Linked DNA regions of Mus musculus: region 1 is linked to region 2. The links are chromatin contacts, called in public HiChIP or PLAC-seq maps. All regions are on one chromosome and are shown on one strand. Each heading gives the region's core, a stretch centred on a gene start, on an enhancer-like site or on the middle of the called end of the contact. The rest is flanking DNA. Distances are from core to core; before and after follow the strand shown.

Evidence for each region. HiChIP or PLAC-seq counts read pairs in DNA pulled down with a chosen protein or histone mark.
Region 1: a contact with region 2 is called in an H3K27ac HiChIP or PLAC-seq map of oligodendrocyte precursor cells, with 4 times the contacts expected there. The contact joins the enhancer-like site here to the promoter of Kiz in region 2. A contact is called at or near these places in 6 of 39 promoter capture datasets (the 3T3-L1 cell line, cranial neural crest, embryonic stem cells and 2 more), 3 of 484 Hi-C or Micro-C datasets (LSK cells, cerebellum and hematopoietic stem and progenitor cells) and 5 of 115 datasets of contacts at active chromatin or transcription factors (embryonic stem cells, oligodendrocyte precursor cells and stem cell-derived neural progenitor cells).

Annotation. Positions count from the first base shown.
Region 1 is chr2:147,304,959-147,309,256 of GRCm38.p6, reverse strand. It overlaps Nkx2-2os (NK2 homeobox 2, opposite strand), which reads right to left. Exons shown (of 6, transcript NR_030769.3): 5 at 986-4,163. It overlaps Gm14110 (a long non-coding RNA gene), which reads left to right. Exons shown (of 3, transcript XR_003953941.1): 2 at 963-1,028; 3 at 2,101-4,284. Among named protein-coding and RNA genes, the nearest start is that of Gm14110, 17 kb to the left of the region's middle. Within about 2 kb of position 2,181, at least 12 of the 459 cell types and tissues checked have an H3K27ac peak or open chromatin away from gene starts, as enhancers often do. A contact at or near this core is called in oligodendrocyte precursor cells, where this site is marked.
Region 2 is chr2:146,853,957-146,858,130 of GRCm38.p6, reverse strand. It overlaps Kiz (kizuna centrosomal protein), which reads right to left and starts at 2,251. Exons shown (of 14, transcript NM_001033298.4): 1 at 2,088-2,251. The coding sequence starts at 2,209.

The DNA.
Region 1 (4,298 bases), core at 932-3,431, 450 kb before region 2:
TAAACATGTGTGCATGAATGTGTGTTAGATAATAAAGAAGACGGGCTCATGAATCCGAGAGGGGGTTAGAGGAACAGAGAAAGAGCTGAAGTGGAGAGAGGGAGGAACAACAATGATGTAAATGTAGTACTCGTGTGTGAAATTCTAAAAGAAAAGAGAAGTATATAAAAATAGATATCAGGTTCTAAGGAGAGAGCTGGCTAATATCTCGTGTTCCAGTGTCACCATCACCGTCAATGTGAAGGGGATAATAAAGATCTATGCTTTGGATTGCTGTTCTTAGATTGCAGAAGATTACTTATGCAAGCATTCAATATGGCGTCCAACACATAGCAGAAGCCAAGTGGGGGCTTATTAGCTTATTATTAGCTATTAATTACACAACTAATTTTTAAAACCCAACTTTTGTTTGTTTTTCAAGATAGGATTTCTTTGTGTTTCCTTGGCTGTCTGAGAACTAGCTCCATAGACCAGGCTGGCCTTGAACTCACAGATATCCACCTGCCTCTGCCTCCCAAGCTCCTGAGTGCTGGAATTGAAGGCTTGTGCCACCGCTGATTTAATTAGTATTGACCTGGAATATTATATCTGGCTCTGTGCTAAGTGTCAAAGCACCCTACCCAATGAGATGGAAGGTCTGACTACATTTAAATCAAGGTGTGTTCTGAATTTCCACTAAGTACGTTTATGGAAAGATGTCTGGAAGCTGATGGCACTAAGTGTGAGCCTTGAGTGACTAGAGTGGCCCGGACTCTGATCTTGCTTTGCTCTCTGAAGATCTCTGTTTGTTTTTCTTTCATACCATGTGTAACATTTCTACAAGTGTGTTTATACAATTTTATAAAAGAATAAATCCCCCAGGCCAGAGATCTTGCTTGTTCTGGCTTGGATTTGTCTGAGGGGTTGACCAGATGTCCTGCTAGATGAAGCACCACAGGTCATTTCTGTATACTTCTTCCTAGGTATATTGATATTATCTCCTCACCTTGTCCTGGGTGTTTTTCAGTTGGCTGCCTTCCAGGAACACAGTAAGTACATGGTGCATATGTGTCTGGCTGTTTGTTCTCACTGTTTGCTGGTTGTCCTGCTCAGTCTGCCAAGTGTCTGTGAGGCCTAGCCTTGCCCCAGGAATGACGATATACGTGCAGAATACCCGCTGGAGGCTACCTCGGAGGGCACCTGAACACAGTCAGAGTAATTCCTAAAGGCATCCACATTGTCCTGCAGAAATCCAGCATTCAGACTCCTTCCCTCCAGGGTTGCTGGCTTCTGCAGAGGGACAGTTCACAGACTGCAGAGCACCAAGCCGACCACAAGATGGCAGCCTTTCCCTGTCTGAGTCCCACTGCAGCGCACATTCCCCAGCTCTGTGTGCTTCTGAATCCAGCTTCTGTTGCCCTCTGCCATTCCAGGAAAAAGATTCTTTACCAAAGAGACCTTCATTAAAGATGAGAACAGTGGGATTAAATGTTCGGAAACAGAAGAACTTGAAGAAGAGAATACAATTTCCCCAAACCACGTGCTCACCCAGCCTTCTCTCTCCTCAGGAGGAGTCACAACAGTCTTGTGTCCATTCGCAGTCGGGTTGAATTAGAATTGCCAAGCATCTCAGTAAGCCGTGAATCCACATTCCTTTATCTCTTTGTGCCACTCAAAGCCAGATATTGATGTCTGAAAACAAACTACATAAGCTTCATTATTTAAGTGCCTTTTCCTTAAACAAGACCGCTTTAATGCTTAACAAGGTAGGGGAGCTACATAATTTAAAATCTATGTGAACAGAAATAAGAAATTATTTGTGGTGGGCTCCACTTTTACACCCACCAACAAAGGCAGACATTCACCAGTTTTTGCCTTCCCAGGGCCCCAAAATACAACACAGGCCTGTTCTCCCGTCCCCGGCCGAGGCCGCAGCTGAAGCCGGTCTTTATCAGCGTTCCTTTCTCAATATTTACCAACCAATAAATCTTTTTCCCCCTAAGACAATTGACATTCGAATCCCATTCATGTGGAGGCTTGTTATCCAAATAATATTAAATAAACTGCTTCATGATCTACTGAAAAAGTATTAAGATGGGTTCTTTTTTTCTTTCTCTGCAGGTCAATATTGAAGAAGAGAGAGGGCTGTTTCTATGTGAGGGAGGGCAGCTGCCTGCCTCCAAAGAGTGTCTCCATCTCTAGCCTCCTGCAGAGGTGCCTCCTTTCTGTTGCTCTTTGGGCTTCCAGTAGTCTCTGCCCTGTGGCACCCACTCCAAGGCAAAGGCGACAAAGGTTATCTGTGTCACTACTGTGGCCTCCTGAGTACAGGGAGTGTTTCCAGAGTCGTGTGTGGCTGAAAGATCAGTCCTGAGAAATGTGTTGGTAGACCTTGTGTCACTGTGCAAACATCATGGGCTGTTTGAGGTATTCGTTGGTCTATCTCACTGTGCTGATAAAATGCTCAGCAAACGAAACATAAAGAAGAAAGATTTTATTTTGACTTATAGCCTGACGGGACAATCCATCGCAGCCAGGAAGGAAGGCAACAAAAGTCTGGCCAAGTTGAGTTTGCACTCAGGCAGCTGAGAGAAACGAACATACAAAGGACGGTGCTCACCGCACTTTCTCCTTATTCATCCTTGGGCCCCAGCGGTGAAACAGGGCCATAAACATCTGGGGCAGGCCCTCCCATCTCAGAGCAAACTTTCTGGAAACACTGTAACAGATATACCCAAAGGTGTGTCTCCTAAGTAGCTCTCCTTACCCTCAGGGTGACAATCAAGATGGACCACAGAGTTACGGAAATGGACTCAGTTGGTAAAATGCTCACTGGGTTCAATCTCCTGAGGACCTGGGTTCAATCTCCCAGACCCCAAGGAAAAAGAGCTGTGTACTGTGGCGTATATAGGTAATCTCAACACTGGGGAGGCTGGGACAAGGGGAGAGTTCCTAGACTTGCTGTTTAGCTGTATAACATAATTGGTTGAGTGTGAGGCTAATAAGAAATTGTTTCGAAAGGGAGATAGACAGCACTCCTGAGACCTGAGGCCATCATCTGACTTTCTCAGGCGTACATGAGCCTCTACCTTCCCCCCCCCCATGCACACGCACGTGTACACACACTTTAAAAGTGATTATAACCAGTAGAGTACATTTACATATATCTAAATGGTGTGGCTACTCCCTACTTGGTCTCCCTGGTGATGCTGTCATTCACACACAATCGGCCACTGACTAAAACGTCATAGGAAGCACATAACTGAACTCTGCCCATTCTCTCACTGGAGCAAGTTAGTCTTCTGACAACATTTCCAATTCCGCTGTTCCACAAGCAACCCCCGCCTTCCATTTTTTTTGTCAGAATGCATGTCTCTGAGAAGAGACATCAGAGGAGACAAGAGAACTGGAGCTAGCTCTGCTGTCAACTTCATGGTGTAACAAATTACATGACTCTCCTTTCTGAACCCAAACTTCTCCGTTTATATAAGGAAGTGTTCCTCTCTCTAATCTTGCCCTCACTTACTAAGGAAGATCTGGACCACTGGGTCTGGCAAGTTGCTGCCGGAAACTACAAGCACTATCAGCATCTTGATGGAGGTTGCCACCTTGGAGGCTGGGGAATCTTCTAGAGGGGAGAGGACCAGAGACTTTAGGATGTTACTGTCAGTGGATAAGACTCACAAGGTGGTGATCATTCTGTGCCAGGAGATGCCTCAAGACATCATTTCATCCTTGAAGCATTCCATGTGATGACATCCATATTCCACTGGAGGGCGCTAAAGCACTGAAGTTAAATAATGACTGTTATGTAATGCATAGTTTGAACTGAACATCTGCAACCAAGTGGCTTGGTTTCCGAAGCATGATCTCCTCTCAGCTACTAACAGGTAGTGAGGGCAAAGTACCACAAAGCCTGGCACAGCCTCGCGCAACGGTTAAGTAGAGCAGCTATTTCACACACTGGCTGCTGGAGAGCCTTCACCTGAACAGGTCCCATCTTCTCTGCTCCTCAGCTTCCTTTGACTTTGTTCTCACAGGCACGGCTGTAGTCTGAAAATCCACGGTGGGAAATGGCCCCACATCTGAGCACCCACTTGTCACCATGCGTGGAAAGCCTCCCCCTCTGACCTCATGTGACAAGTCACCACGAAAATGAGATGTATGTTGCACCAATAACCTCCAGCCTGTGTGTGTAAGGTAAAAAGGAAAGAAGAATGAAGTTAATGTTTAGACTTAGGTCCTATCCCCAGAATTTCTCATTATCTATAATCAAATTCCAAGACCAAAAAGGAATCCAGAGCCCTGCTTCTAAGCACTTC
Region 2 (4,174 bases), core at 1,002-3,501:
AGATTCTTAAAATGAAAAATGATCACACAGAGCAATAGATTTACACTGACTTAAAAATAAAACAAATCTTCAAATGCAGGACCATGAACAGGCCATAAAATCTGACTCCAGTTTCTTATGTAACTTCAACAACCTTACCTTGCTTCCTAATTAAAGCAAAAAGTGCTAAACATAAAGTGGATAATCATTACAGTTATTGTGCCATAAGGACCATAAAGAACCAGGTGCTTCCAGCATAGGAGGCAAAAATAACTTACCACTAACCTAGTTCAAAAAGAATGTCATTTAAATCAGTCACATTTTAAGAGCAGATCTTTGCCTACAAAACACAAATAAGTAAAGGCCAAAGGTAACTATACCACTCTTGAACTACAACAGACAATGAGATAAAGGCACTAAAACTAAAGTTCTTGCTTTTAAATTAGCTGATGCATATATATATGTGTACACATATATATATGCAGAGATCTAATACCACCACCTTGGGTAACTGGAAAAAAGATCATTATTCAGTGACAATGAGGTGATGGCATTCCACATAAGGCATTTGTAACACCTAGACGCTGGCTAATTGACTTTTGGATTTAACCCATAAATTCAAACATTTTACAAAAACACCTCCTCCACCATTGTACTACACAGTGAGCAAAAGGTGTTGCTTCTCACCTAAAATTCTCAATGTAGGCACACTTGAGCTCGCATGTGCACACGTGCTTGTGCATGCACACACACACATTCTCTCTCTCTCTATTGTATTCTCTCTGAGATCTCACTAAGCACACTGAAGGTGCAAACATTAGAAAGTATTGAGAAAAGAAAAGCTCTGTAGGAAAAATAAAGGTGTGTGTGTGTGTGTGTGTGTGTGTGTGTGTGTGTGTGTGTGTGTTGGAGATAGGTTCTCACTATGCTGCCCTGGCTGGCTTGTATCCCAGGCTGGCCTTGAACCTGTGGTCCTCCTATTTCTGTCTCTTCAGCATAGACCACCACCAACATACGCCTAAATGGTTAATTTTTTTTTTCTTAAGTGGGAGATTAAGAGATCCCTAGAGTAGGTGAGCAGGACTGTGTCAGAAGGAAAAAAAAAAAAAAAAAACGGATGTAGAAAGAAGATAAAACACGGAAAGAAGAGTTAGGGCCCGTGGGAGTTACTTAACAAGTAATTGGCAAAAATTAAGTCTAGTGTAAGATGCAATTCCTTTGAAAAATCACTTACTTTACCTCACCTGCAATTACTGTTATGATCTTAGAATTGTTACAGCCCTCCTGTTCCTTCTGAATGATTCTGTAACTTTAACACCCACTAAATGTTTTGTTTATCAAAAGATCCAAAAATCTATTTCCTTTCTTGTCAACTAATGAGATTTCTAAGTCCAATTAATTTGGCAGCTAAATAAGTGTTCCAACAACTTATCTTTCCATGTGGTTATTTATAGTCAATTGCTTTGTACTTTTTTCTATTTATGCATTCTTAGATCTAGCTTTTTCCAATGGTTCTCATCTTTCATGTCTTAATCAAAGGCAATCCCAACCCTCGAAGCTGAACCCGTTGAAAATTTCATCCTTTTACTAGAAATTTAGTCAGCCCCAGACACTTCTAAAAGACTACAGCGCGCGCGCAAACACACACACACACACACACACACACACACACACACACACACACACACACACACACACACCATTCCAGCCTGCGTTCCTGGACCTGTCATCTTTGATGCAGTGCGGCTGTCAAAGTAGGATGACAACTTGAAGAGAGAGTGAGGAGGGGGCATGTAGGACTAGAGAGGACTAAAGAAATTCACAAGGTTTGATCAAGACTGGCAGGCAAAAAAACTCCCACTCTCACTTCCGGCCGCATCCGCAGGCTGAGGGACCTGGCTTTGGTTGTCATGAGAGATTACAGTCTCTCTGCGCTTTCAAACAAGGGGCATCCGTGGTAAAGTTGTGCTCCTAACCCCTTCTGGGGCTAGTTGGGGGTCGCAGGCGAGTTCCAACACTAGTGAACCACTGGCGGGAAGTGGGCCGGACACCGTACCCCGATGCTCTCAGTGGCGCCGCTGACTCCCTGCCCCGTCCCGCGGCCGTACCTGTCCCGCAGAGCCTGCTGGAGCTGGCCCACCCTTTCGTAGTAGCTGGGGCTCGCCAAGGGCGCAGAGGTGGCGGAGGCCTGGCGCAGGCCACCACCACCGCCACCGCGCCCTCGCGGCATTGCCACAGGGCAGCTGGCGGGCCAGCGTTGCCCAAGGAGACCGCCCCAACATGCACCGCGGGTAAACAAGGCGCCTAGCGGCCTGAAGAGGGCGGGGCGAAGGGCGGGGCGCCGAGGAGGCGGGGTTAGCCGCGGTGTGGGTCCGGGAGGGGCGAAGACAGAGAGACTGGCAAGGGTGGAGCAGCCCTGGTGGTACAGGGAGAAGACAAGGGAGCTGTGTCACGTTCTCTCTGCTACCGCTGTGTTTCTCTTCCCCTACAGAATCCGTCCTACACGCATTCATTTTATCAGATGCAGTTTCTTATTTACCTTCCTAGAATTTGCAGTGAGAGACCCTGTGACAAGATTGTTTTGATACCAGCACTTAGAAAGCAAAACAAAAAGCTAGAAGAAAACAAAATTTAAGAACCGCAAATATGCCCTTGATCTCAGCACTACGGGCAGAGGCAGTAGGAATTCTGAGTTCGAGGCCAGTCTAATTTACAGAGTGAGTTCCAGGACAACAAAGACAACACAGAGAAACCTAGTCTCAAAACACCAAACCCCACCCCCAAACAAAATAAAACAAACAAACAAAGAAACCAAATATGCCATCCCACGCTGGAATGTTTTTCAATGCTCAGGTTGCCATCAGCCCTTTCAGGGGAGAAAGATTTGGTTTCTAACTAGGTCCTTGTGAATCAAACCGTTTACTTCTGCAGTCAATTCTCCAACAAGGCCCCCAGCCAGACTACATTGGCATAAACCCTATGTCCCACAACTCAGCTGTGACCATACAAAAAGCCTAGGTGCCCCAGAGTGAATTGGGCAGACTATTACAGCAAGACTAACTTAACCTTAGATCAGTTCAGAGGAACTACTGGTTATAAAGGCCCAGAACAGAATCAGTCTTTATTCTTGCCTCCATCAACATGGCAAAAGGCTTCCTGAAGAAAGACAACTGGATTCTAAAACCCACTTGGAATAGGAAATTAAAAAAAAAAAAATGTACACACGTACTTGTAGTCAATGTGGTTCCTTATCCTAGACTTTTAATTTTATGTCTCTTTTCTCAAGTCGGTAGTTTTATTTTCATGCAAAGCATCCCTGACACCAACATTTCTTTAATAGTGTGTCAGGACTCCATGGGGATTGCACCATATCTGAATGGGTTAGGGATAGGGAGCTGTGTGTCAAAAAGTTCAGCAACAGTAAACCGTTCCTGAATGTGTAATGACCAAAACTCAATTGAAAAATCAAGGCATAATAAATCTAAGCTGCTTCTGACGGCATGTGTCCGTGTCTTGTCCCACTATAACATGCTCACTATACACTGCACATGTCCATTGCGCTCTGACTTATAGTACCATACTGGCATTAGGGGAAGCAACGAAATGGTCAAGTCAGCAACCCTAAATTATGATTTTGCCTATCCTTCCTTCCTCATACTGTCTGCCTAAATGCTGAAAGGTAGAATATATCCATGTAATCTCAGGACTCAAGGGGACAGGCAGGAGGATCTCTAATTCCAGGCGGGCCTGACCGACCTTGGCTTAAAAACAAAAACATGTGGACCAGACGATGGCCCAGCAAATGAAACATGCTTTCTTTGCAGGTATGGCAATCTGAGTTTGATTTGATTCCCAAGAGTTGTTCTCTAACCTCTACTTGTACACTCTAACACACATGCATACACACACACACACACACACAAACATGCACACGTGTGCGCTTCATTGAATTAAAATGTCATAAATCAGCATAATGGGCTATAAGCAAAATAGGGTCTCTGCTCCTGCCTTGACCAATATACCTTTTTAAGAACATGGAAATACAGTCCATGTTCCTAAATATGTGGAATTTAGTTCTCTGATTCTTTCCTAATCCACCCCCTAATTTTCCACCCTAATTAAATTAATAATTCCCTAATTTCAGGGTTGCATGATGAGACACACCTCACTCACAGTAGGGATCCATGTGCCCGGC